Regions from separate parts of the Drosophila melanogaster genome. Here region 2 is linked to region 1. A link is a contact called in public HiChIP or PLAC-seq data. All regions are on one chromosome and are shown on one strand. Each heading gives the region's core, a stretch centred on a gene start, on an enhancer-like site or on the middle of the called end of the contact. The rest is flanking DNA. Distances are from core to core; before and after follow the strand shown.

Region 1 (5,613 bases), core at 1,066-3,565:
AGAGAAATTAAAAGACGAGTTTTATGTATCGATTTCGAACGAAGATGTGTATTGGTATATGCATAAGAAACAAAAGTGAATGACAATGAGCTCATAATTGCAGACCGAACAGCAGAACGTTAAGCCAAAGGTGTAGGTGCGAGAAAGCAAGAATGAGAAAAAATGTGATATGGGAGAGCCTAAGCAGATGTTTCTGAACAGATGTTCACCCAGCTGATCTGCATAGTTAACGAAAGCTGAGGTGCGACTAATTGTGTCTCCAATTTTGGCAATAACTGAAGATATAAATTTAGGTGCTGCTGGCGCTGCGATAATATAATAATCATGTTTTTTTTTTAAATTGTTTTTTCCATATCGATCAAATTTGTCAAGACAAATGTGTGGTGCCCAACAACTGTCCAATTTTTTTTTTTCAGAGGACGAGGACCTTTAAAAACTACTATGGATGTTATTAACGCAGCTAAAAAAATTTCGGAAGCTGGTACAAAGCTGGATAAACTAACCAGGGAAATAGCAGAGCAATGCCCAGAAAGCAGCACGAAAAAGGACCTTTTAGCGTATTTGCAACGCATTGCCCTGTATTGTCATCAAATCCAAATAACTTCAAAAGTAAAAGCAGACGTTCAAAATATAAGCGGCGAACTTATAGTTTCTGGGGTACGTATATTATTAAAGATGATGAAAACTGATATTTAAAAATGTGTTTTTTATAGCTGGACAGCGCTACATCGTTAATTCAAGCTGCTAAAAATTTAATGAATGCCGTTGTATTAACGGTAAAGTACTCATATGTGGCATCAACAAAATATACCAGGCAAGGAACAGTGTCTGTAAGTGTTTTTTAGTACAAAAAATTGTACGATACTAAACAATTTAAATTTTTTATAGTCTCCAATTGTTGTATGGAAGATGAAAGCACCAGAAAAAAAACCATTGGTCAGGCCTGAAAAACCAGAAGAAGTACGGGCCAAAGTTCGCAAGGGATCTCAAAAAAAGGTTCAAAACCCTATACATGCATTATCTGAATTCCAGAGTCCTGCTGACGCTGTTTAAAAATTGATTTTCTATCAGTATCAATTAATTACCATACACGGAGTAGTATCAAAATCATTGCGTTTATCTCTGGTTATTAAAAGCAATCTTAATGCTGTAATCTATTCAGTTTTATCGACAATTACATTCTTATATAACTCTAATCGACCCCATATAATATAATCAAAAATACACATATAAATCGTTTTTGACAAATTTCCTCTTTAAAGGGCGGACATTTCTCAACATTTACGGGAAGACCGATCGCTTAAGTGAAAACCCAATTTAAAAATGAAAAGCCAAGGCAACCCGATACACTAAATTGTAAGGATAGGCTATAAAGAATATAGATTCTTAATAAACTCTTATGGCAGACTTTCTCCAGACTGCGGGAATGACCTAGCGAAATCGCTACAAGATCGCCTCCTCGCACTGCATTAACTAAGTCCTCTTGCGTTTGGCAGACTAAGAGGATATGTTGACTTTATCGTCAACATAAACATCGTTTACGTCGTCATCATCGTTTGTATAAACATGGTTCGTTATCACAGGCAACAAATCTCAAATCCTCCAGAGCATTATTCAGGTTCTCATTGCAGGCCCTAGCTGACTGCGTTAAACCGTAAATTGCTTTCTTAAGCAACAATAACAATACCTGGTCTGGAATCTAAAATTAAATATTCTTCCGTGTTTCTTTTGTAAATGGTCTCACTTCGATCTGTTAAGGTTCGCGGTGCATACATCCATTTGGTTTAAAGTTGTAATTGTAGATCCGCGGCAGTGCTATAGTTTACAAAACGGCGAAAAAGTTTCCAGTTAATTCCCATTCCGGTACAATTACCTTGAAGCGGTCTATATAAGGTTCCTCCTACTGGACCAAGCACGCTGCGTTCCGTGTTAACCATGATGTACTACATGCTGTGGGCTTAAACTTAGTACCCTTCCTTGGATCCAGAGCAACTGAAAGAGAATTGAAAATCTTTAGATGACTAATACAAGAAGTCTCAATACACCCTATAAATCCATGTGCACTAGAGCTGGTTAGCAACAGCGAAGAAGGCTGGAAAGCGGGATGGGTCAAGGGCTGCCAGGTCGAACGGAAAATAATGGAGTCCTGAATTAACGGTACCGCCCTGGACCTTGACTCGAGTCGGCAAAGCGCACAGAGGTGAAATGGTAACGTTGTGAACCCTGGACAAGCAAAAAGACGGCGCAAGCGCAGTTCGTGAACAGTTCGAACACGCAAGGATCCATATGTGCACGAGTATAGTTAACAAGAGTACTTCCGCGAGTCGCGCAGTCAGGGCGCGGGCTTAATCAGAGCACTGAGAAAGGACAGTTAAGGAGAACGAGATTACAAGTCAACAACGCAAAGCAAAGAAAGCAGCAAGGAATCTGCGTGAAAGTTAACAAGGAGCAAGATCCGAATCGACACAGGTAGCTGAGGTCCAGTAAGACAAAGCATGGTTGGGTTAACCAAAGACTCTAGAATAACAAGATTCGTAATGACATACGATTTTTTCGAGGTTGCTCTAGGCTCTCTCTAATTTTTGTTCGAGAGCGAGAGAGCGGAGAGCGCTACAGCGAACAGCTCTTTTCTACGCATACAATGAAGGCAATGATTGTTGAGTGCGTGTGTCCGCACTTCGTGCCTCAAGATATGACTTTTGCAATAAACAGTTTTCATATTTTTATTTAATTTATAAATTTTTATTTTCTACTACGTATTATTTTTATGAAATATTTATTTCTCAATGTAATGTCTTCCTTTTAGAAAATTTTTGTTCTAAATTACAGTAGTTATAACAATTTCCTTTGTATTTGCTATAATTATTTAGTATATTTATTAAGTCATTTGACTTAATACGATGTATGTAAATGATCCAATTTTATTATTTAAAATGCACATTAGTTTCAGTTGTTTTTCATATTCAGTTTTTTTTATATTCCAATTTGATATTTTTAAACAGTTCGCAATTTCATCATCTTGCTACGAAATTGGCCAAAACTCCCCAAATATGTAAATTCGTTTCTTCGATCAGAATTGATTTCGGCCCGAAAATCGGCTTCTAGCACAACACGCACACAATATACGCGTTCTCATCTCTTTTTTTACTCACACAAGCAAGCAAAATCTTTTTTTTAGATTTCTTACGCTCTCAGCGTAAGCGAGCCGACGAGGGCAATTTTGGCCGTCACTAAAAAAGTGGCTGCATAGTGCTAAACCAATGTATGGCCGTTACGAATCTTGTTATTTTAGTGTCTTTGGTTAAACGTTTTGAGTGTAGGGAGTAGGAAAAACTTAACTATAGTATTTGGGTCGTTGAATAAGTTTGCCATGTTGTAATTGTTTTAATATTGCCAGCCACAGAGGCAGCTTGAAATGGATTTATATTTTGTATTGGATTTGGGATGAGCTTGGGCTGGATATAATTTCTATTTGAACCGGTGTCTTTTAATACGTGAAAAAAAACGGCTTTTTTCTCTGGCCAGTGGAGTCGCACAATAACTTTAGTTTTTGCACTAACTTAAACTTAAACGGAAACCAAATGGGATTGATTGGAACTCGTATTAGTGTAATACGCATGTATTGCGGTGGCAAATACACACTAACACTGAAACATTTCGTTACAGTCAATTTACGTGAACATTAAAACCGGGCCATAAAGCTTCTGACGCGCTCACAGTATATATATAAGTGAGCATAATAAGAACATACCATTAGCGGAAAGATGACGTACCCCGTTGCCTTTTCTTCCTTAAGGTTTCAGTTTATTTGGAGATGACGCCTCAAAAGTTCCTTGTAGCAGCTCTCATTTGATTTCGTTTCAAAGATTGACTTTTCGCTTTCGGCCGACGGCTATAAGTTTTCTTCTCCACTGTGGGAGAAAGCTTTTGAGGTACCAAACCAGATGAATATATATAACATAATTTATACAGATGATTAAATAGAAGAAGTACCAGTCAAGCTGCGTCCCGGATGATGAAATCATTCCATTTCATCGATCCCCAAGTAGATTTGCGATTCTTGAGGAGACGGTGAAACTACTGCTGCAACGCGATGTGGACAGAAAGAAGAATGCCAGTTGGCTGACAGCAGACGGAGAAGGAGCAGGTCCAGCGGAATCTCAACAAGACTGTGCTGCTGCGGGACAAATTTCAGAAGGTGTGCCGCGAACAGCATTGCATCATAAAGACCGAGAACCTGCTGCAAACCAATGTGGAGAAGGCTCGAGTTCCAAGTTCGAAAGCTTCGTGAACGATGACCAGAACTCTCACGGAGAGACTGGAGAAACTGCTTCAAGCTCAAAGTGCCATCAAGGGTCTCACCGATCGGGAGCGCCAGAGCATCTTATACTTCCACCAGCTGTAAGAAAAAACAGACATGGGGGACTTCCGTGAGTAAAATTCAGCAGAGACAGCTGCAAGAGTATAGAAAAGCCGAAAGTTGTTTTAAAGAAACAGAAACTCCGTTTGATTTTAATTAAATATTTTTTATACCCGTTACTCGTAGAGTAAAAGGAAGCACTGATGCAACTAAGGGCTTTGCAACCAAAAAAATTAAACTGGTTACGATGGCATAGACAACCGAACTGCAAAATTTCTACCACGCAAAGGAGTGCTTGCGTTGTGAAAATATTTAATGCCATGCTAAGTTTAGGTTATTTTAATTTTTTTTCGCATGGGTCCCGCGGCCACACCTCCCACTCAACCGACCGAGTGGCGCTGACGTACGGCTCGATTTGCGAGAAGATGGACGCGATATAGAAAAGAGAACGACAAAATGAATATAATGTTATAAAAATAACTCTAATAAATATTTGTGTTAGTAGGATCTAACTAAAAAGTCAAAATTGATTGCTTTAAGAGCGGCAGAGAGTCAAGATTACAGATAATAGGATAAAGTCTATTATGGTCAGAAGATAATACTCTGTAATGCACCTCATAGTTAGGTCTACAATGATTTAGGATAAGGGGTATATAGTTTCCAGTGAATCTACTTGGAACCGAGAAGTTAAGACGACTAATCAAGTCGGGACTCTCAACTGCACCACGAATAAGCTTAAAAATAAAGACTGTTCCAAGCTTAGTTCTACGGTTAGCTAGGGACGGTAAATTAATTAAAAGTAGTCTACTGGAATAAGGAGGTAATATACGGTTTGCATCCCAATTTAGGCGCCGCAAGGCAAAAAGTAAGAAGTTTTTTTGACCGATTCAATGCAGTCCGAGTGGACTACGTATTGTGGACTCCAAACAAGTGATCCATACTCAAGAATCGGACGTACTAACGAAATAAATAAGGTTATAGTCATGTAAGGATCATCAAATTCCTTAGACCACCTTTTTATAAAACCCAGCACACCCCTGTCCTTATTGACAATAGTCGAAATATGGTCAGAAAAGTTTAGTTAAGGGTCCAGAAGAACACCAAGATCATCAACGTTGTGCGTATTGGGTTGACACGACAAAAGGTCATAACTTTACGTTTGGAGCCATTTAAGTCTATTAAATTATCACGGCACCATATTTGAAAGCTGTCTCGATCGGATTGTAAGTCCAAATGGCGCGAAATGTCCTTGT
Region 2 (5,613 bases), core at 1,914-4,413, 84 kb before region 1:
CGGATCCTACCGACTGCGCCGTTTGTTGGTTAATAAAAATAAATATTTTTATTAATCAAAAACTTAAACGAACGTCGGAGACAAATTCACGTCTTCTTTAAAAAGAAAGAAATCTTTTAAAAGAAATAAAAGGAGGACTAATCTACCCTACCAATACAATAAATGATTGGGTATAACTTAGCGTCAATACATTGTGACACTTTGTAATAATAAATATAAATATACAAATACCCAAAAAGACCATAAAGAACTACGTAAGCACTCCAGCGCCCCAGTAATACGATCTAACGCTAATACATATGCCGATCGCGGAGAGTGGGAATGCTGAGCATGCACTTTGCAGCTCAAGTGGTCAATGCCTTCTGCATACATATATACATACGTATATGTATAAATGTATGTTAGAATAACTTCTAACTTCTTTTGTAATACAGGGTTTCAAAAATAATCTTCAAACAGATGTCATCTACACTGATTTTAATAAAGCATTTGACTCTGTCAATCATTAGCTTCTAATAAGACAACTTCATCTTTTAGGTTTCCCTGTTAATCTTCTAAATTTCAAGCTATCTGAATGGCAGGACACAACAAGTCCTCTTTAAAAATTCTTTATCTTGTATTCTCTGAGTCACATCCGGTGTTCCACAAGGGAGCCATCTTACCTTATTCATTAACGACCTCCCCTTAATAATAAAACATTCGCGTGTACATATTTACGCAGACGATGTTAAATTATGCCTCCAGTACAAGGACACTTCGTGCCATTTGGACTTACAATCAGATCTAGACCGATTTCAAATATGGTGCCGTGATAACGTATTAGACTTAAATGGCTCCAAATGTAAAGTTATGACCTTTTGTCGTGTCAACAAAATACGCACGACTTACACTCTAAGTGGGTGCCCTTTGGACACAATAACGCGGGTTGATGATCTTGGTGTTCCTCTGGACCGTAAACTAAAATTTTCTGACCATATTTCGACTATTGTCAATAAGGCCAGGGGTGTGCTTGGTTTTACAAAAAGGTGGTCTGAGGAATTTGATGATCCTTACATGACTCTAACCTTATTTATTTCGTTAGTCCGTCTGATTCTTGAGTATGGATCACCTGTTTGGAGTCCACAATACGTAGTTCACTCGGACCGGACATTGAATGGGTCCAAAAAAACTTCTTACTTTTTGCCTTGCGGCGCCTAAATTGGGATGCAAACCGTATATGACCTCCGTATTTCAGTAGACTACTTTTAATTAATTTACCTTCCCTAGCTAATCGTAGAACTATGCTTGGAACAGTCTTTATTTTTAAGCTTATTCGTGGGGATGTTGAGAGTCCCGAATTGATTAGTCGGCTTAACTTCTCGGTTTCAAGTAGATTCACTAGAAACTATATATCCGTTATTTTAAATCTTATTTTATTTTAAATAGATCTAACTATGAGTTGCATGACCCTTACAGAGTTTCATGTTCTGACTATAATATACTTTATCCTATTATCTGTAATCTTGACTCTCTGCCGCTCTTAAAGCAATCGATTTTAACTTTTTTTATTACATAATTAAATCCTACTACTAATATTTAATATAGTTATTTTACATTGTATTAATTTCCTCGTTCCTGTTCTCTTTTTTATATCGCGTCTATATTTTCTCGCGAATCGAGCCGTACGATACACGGCAGCGCCCCTCGGTCGGTTGGGCGAGAAGTGTGGCCGTGGGACCCGTGCAACAAAAAAAAAAAAAACAAAAAATACCTAGATATAAGCAAGGTTAGCTGAACCCGACTTCAGCACACTTTGATTATTCAAATAAAGAACCTCGAACAGCTCTTCTATTCTATTAAAAATGTACCTTTTACACCATAAATAGTTTTTATACTGCATTCAAATCATTTGTTTCCGATGCTCCGTCACTATCTAACAAACCTCCTTTGTTGAATAAAGAGTTGACTTTTTAAAAATTAATTTAAAATACCGGTTCTCAATCTATCCTTTCTAAATATTTAAGTGCTTGTCTAAATTTTACCGTACCCAATGATCAGTGCTACAAGAGCTAATTAAACCGTTGTAAGTTCCGATTCAATTAGAATCCGAAACAGTCTTATAATTTTGTTAACACTAAGCGTTTTCTTACCCTTCCTCGCTATTTTTTGAAAATACTACGGAAACATCCGATCAGGCAATAGTCGATCTATTCGCCAAGTGTCTTCAAACAACTTATTTTACGTTATTTCATTCAGAACAGACATTCTCTTACCGGGTACCAAAGTCCAATATATTATTTTGTCCCACTCTAATCGAATGATCACTATTTTACGATCTTCCGCGTTTGCTTTTCCTAAAGGGGTACAAGTACAATGGGGTGTGCGAGCAGCTGCTCGCTGGGGCTTTCGGCGTTAGTTTGCGGTAGGTGATACAGAATTTAGTGGGGATCTCAGGTCTGTCGTGTTCCTATCATTGGTGTGCCTAGGAGATGATCGGGGATCAATGCTGCTCGCCATGTCGAGGGCGTTCGAGAGTGATCGCGGGTGATTGCTACTAATACGTGCTTTTACATTGTGACATGCGGATTCCACTTAAGCATAAGCATATATATTGTAGCATATATAAGCACAATTTAATTTACATAAAACAGCCGCATCCGTCACTTCCAGAATCCCCCAATGTGAGGAAAGGCAAGGCGTGGCGTGCTGGCGGATTATCTATCATTTCCGGCTTTGCTTGCGTCTTCTGCTCAAATTTGAAGTCCAACCCTTTTTGTTCGATCATTCGGAACAATGGTTTAATTGCCCGGTCTACGCCAACCCTCGTGGCAGATCCATTCTGGTATTCAGGGGATGACTGACGGCGAAGGTTGGAATTATTTGCAAAGAATATTTTCAATTGCATCTTTTGCCGGCTGTTTTATGCTCGGCCTATATTATGTAAATTTAATTTGCTGAATATCATTGTCACTGCACTGTTTATATATGCTAAGTGGAATTCGCCTATCACAATGTAATTTATTGAAGTTGCGGCATGCTGGATACAATCCTTTCCAATTTATGGTAATGGTAACGACCGCTGCACTGACCTAATCAATATTAACTTATCTCAATAACCAGAAACAGAAACACCGCGATGAAATTAAAGGTTTTTTCCACGGTGTTGATCACATTGGCTGTTTTGTCGGAGGCCGTGTACTTTTTGCCGCCCATCTTGGAAGTTCTTGTCGATTGCTTTGAAAATCAGGTCTTCCTTCACAAGGCGCCCTCTTGACTTCATATTTGTAGAAAAGTAGATATTCCTTCACGAGGTGTCGTTTTGCCTGCCCCGTAACATTTCAGTCCAGGACTCTTTAAATCCGAAGCGAAGATGTTCTCTCTGGACTCTCTGGATCACGAAATCGCGACCTTTAATTTTGTACAGAAATTTTCAGATCTTTTTACATTTAGATTTTCTCCTCCAGGAAATGACACCATTACGATGTCGAGAACGTCGCCATCGGCATAGAGCTTTCTCTGGTTTACTTCGGTTATCGGTTCCATGAGTCAAGGACTAGTTTTTGACTATTTCCCTTATTTTCGGAGTCAATACCCTACTGATGAACTCTGCTACTGGAATAGAATTTTGCTGGATTGGTCATCTGACACTCGATTATTGTCTAACTGCAAATTTTTTGTTGCATTCAGTCTGACTCAACAATTGTCAGTTGTCAATTGTACCCCTCCTCTGCTTTAGATTCTGGCTGTTTCATGTGGGAATCTTCTACGTCTTAGTATCTCAACAGAGGGCGTACGTAACAGAATATAAATTATTTATAGGCTTCATTTTTTACCTGGTACAAGCTTCAACATTTAATGAATAAATATTTTCAGATTATCGACATGTCGAGGCTTATGCTCATGTCAGTAGAAAATGTAGCTTCAACTGGACAAACTGCAATTTTCAATGGAAGGAACTTACCTTGCAATATTTCTACTGCAATTAAACTATCGTTCCAACAGAAGGCTTGGATATCATTAATTATGTAAGTTTACAAACCACTTAAAAATATATAAAAAAAAATTATAAAGATTCATCCACTAACTATCAATAGTTAAGAAGCAAAAAAGAATTTTTGCGTTAAAGGTATTTTTACCCGTTACTCGCATTTTTTCGTTGAAAAGTATGTAACAGGCAAAAGGAAGCGTTTCTGACCATATAAAGTATATATATATATATATAAAATAATATAATAATAATAATAGTGTGCGCGACCGGTTTAGGCGTTTTTGGGCGGTTGTGGGCGTCGCAAAAAAGTGTTGTTCCAAATCGATAGAAATTTACAAGTAACGGGTATAATTGTTAACATTAATGGTTAAGGGAATATGGAATAAAAAAAACAATAAATATAACTTACAGACGTTTGTTTATTCGAGCTCCACAAAAAGCAAGTCAAAGTTTAATAAACAGAGCAATATATACGAGTCTCCAAATAAGACGATAACTAATATAGTTTGTGTTTCCTAATTATTCTCAAATAATAAACAAAAAACACCTAAAATAACTATGAGCCAGCGAGAGAAAGTGCCAGCGAGACAAACGTCGGAAATCTCTTCAACAGAATAACGATTACTTCTCATTTATATCAATTATAACAAATGCAGTAAGCGAGCGGTCATCGAACCTGAACCCCGCCAGATGCACGCGCTCTTTCTCTCCCTCTTTACCATGAGTAACCAATCACAGAAACTTAAAGCTACTACAACAACTTCGCTATACATTCCCGAAAGTGCACTTCGCTTACCGACAGTGACAAGTACAGTCTGCCTTTCGGCGTGTTCCACATTGAAGGGATAACAACCACGACACCCTTTAAACCCACAAGTGAGCATATGATGCATGTGTCTGGATACGCCAGACAAGCGTCCCGGCCTAGAAGCTATAGTTATGTGCATAGCGACTACCCCGGTAGCAATTCCAGTGCTTGCTTTCCGAGCAAGCACTCCCCCTTGCTGAGGAGCGAGATCTATCTAAAATCTCTTCTGATCTCTGGGTCACGGCAATCGAGTTTTGCGCAACCAGCACCGTCGAACACGAAGGCTCTAAGTGCTACCCAGACTGAGGAACAAAAGCCTACCAAAAAGGCTCCTCACAATGCGAAGGTGCCCAAGGGGCCAGTGCCCAAAGTTCAGACGCCCAAACCGAGCAACCACACGACTGGTGGCAACGGCATCCAGAGCAAACGAGTCCAAGGCAGGCAGAATCGCATCTGTCGCCTAGAATGCTAGCACGGGTGCAGAATGGACCAAGGTAAAGCCTATGCGCCTGCGTAAAAAAACCTGAGGCACTGAAGCCCGAAGATCATTGCCAGTGATTTTGATGCTTGGGCAGTGTATCCAGCCTAGCAGTGATAGACGTATGGGTATGCTCGACCTGATACTTCTGAATGACGGAGGGAAGCCGACGTTTAACAACGAAAGGAGTACGTCATTTATTGAAGTTTCCTTTATTAGCAGGTTAGCCACGGATAGTGGCTTATAATAACTGGATGGTCCACGACGTCGTAACGCTGAGCGACCACGCTCTGATTTCCTTTAGTCTCTCTCCGGAGGGCATGCCTTGGAGACGGCAGACAAGAACAGCAGGGCAAGCAT

The links. HiChIP or PLAC-seq counts read pairs in DNA pulled down with a chosen protein or histone mark.
Region 2: a contact with region 1 is called in an H3K27ac HiChIP or PLAC-seq map of the Kc167 cell line, with 2.6 times the contacts expected there. The contact joins two enhancer-like sites. A contact is called at or near these places in 1 of 107 Hi-C or Micro-C datasets (the S2 cell line) and 1 of 6 datasets of contacts at active chromatin or transcription factors (the Kc167 cell line).

What each region holds. Positions count from the first base shown.
Region 1 is chr3L:23,314,278-23,319,890 of dm6, reverse strand. alpha-Cat (alpha Catenin) reads left to right here. Exons shown (of 12, transcript NM_079495.3): 10 at 417-657; 11 at 714-830; 12 at 889-1,245. The coding sequence ends at 1,053. Among named protein-coding and RNA genes, the nearest start is that of alpha-Cat, 21 kb to the left of the region's middle. Within about 2 kb of position 2,315, at least 4 of the 39 cell types and tissues checked have an H3K27ac peak or open chromatin away from gene starts, as enhancers often do. A contact at or near this core is called in the Kc167 cell line, where this site is marked.
Region 2 is chr3L:23,399,336-23,404,948 of dm6, reverse strand. No RefSeq gene overlaps it. Among named protein-coding and RNA genes, the nearest start is that of ND-MLRQ, 63 kb to the right of the region's middle. Within about 2 kb of position 3,163, at least 4 of the 39 cell types and tissues checked have an H3K27ac peak or open chromatin away from gene starts, as enhancers often do. A contact at or near this core is called in the Kc167 cell line, where this site is marked.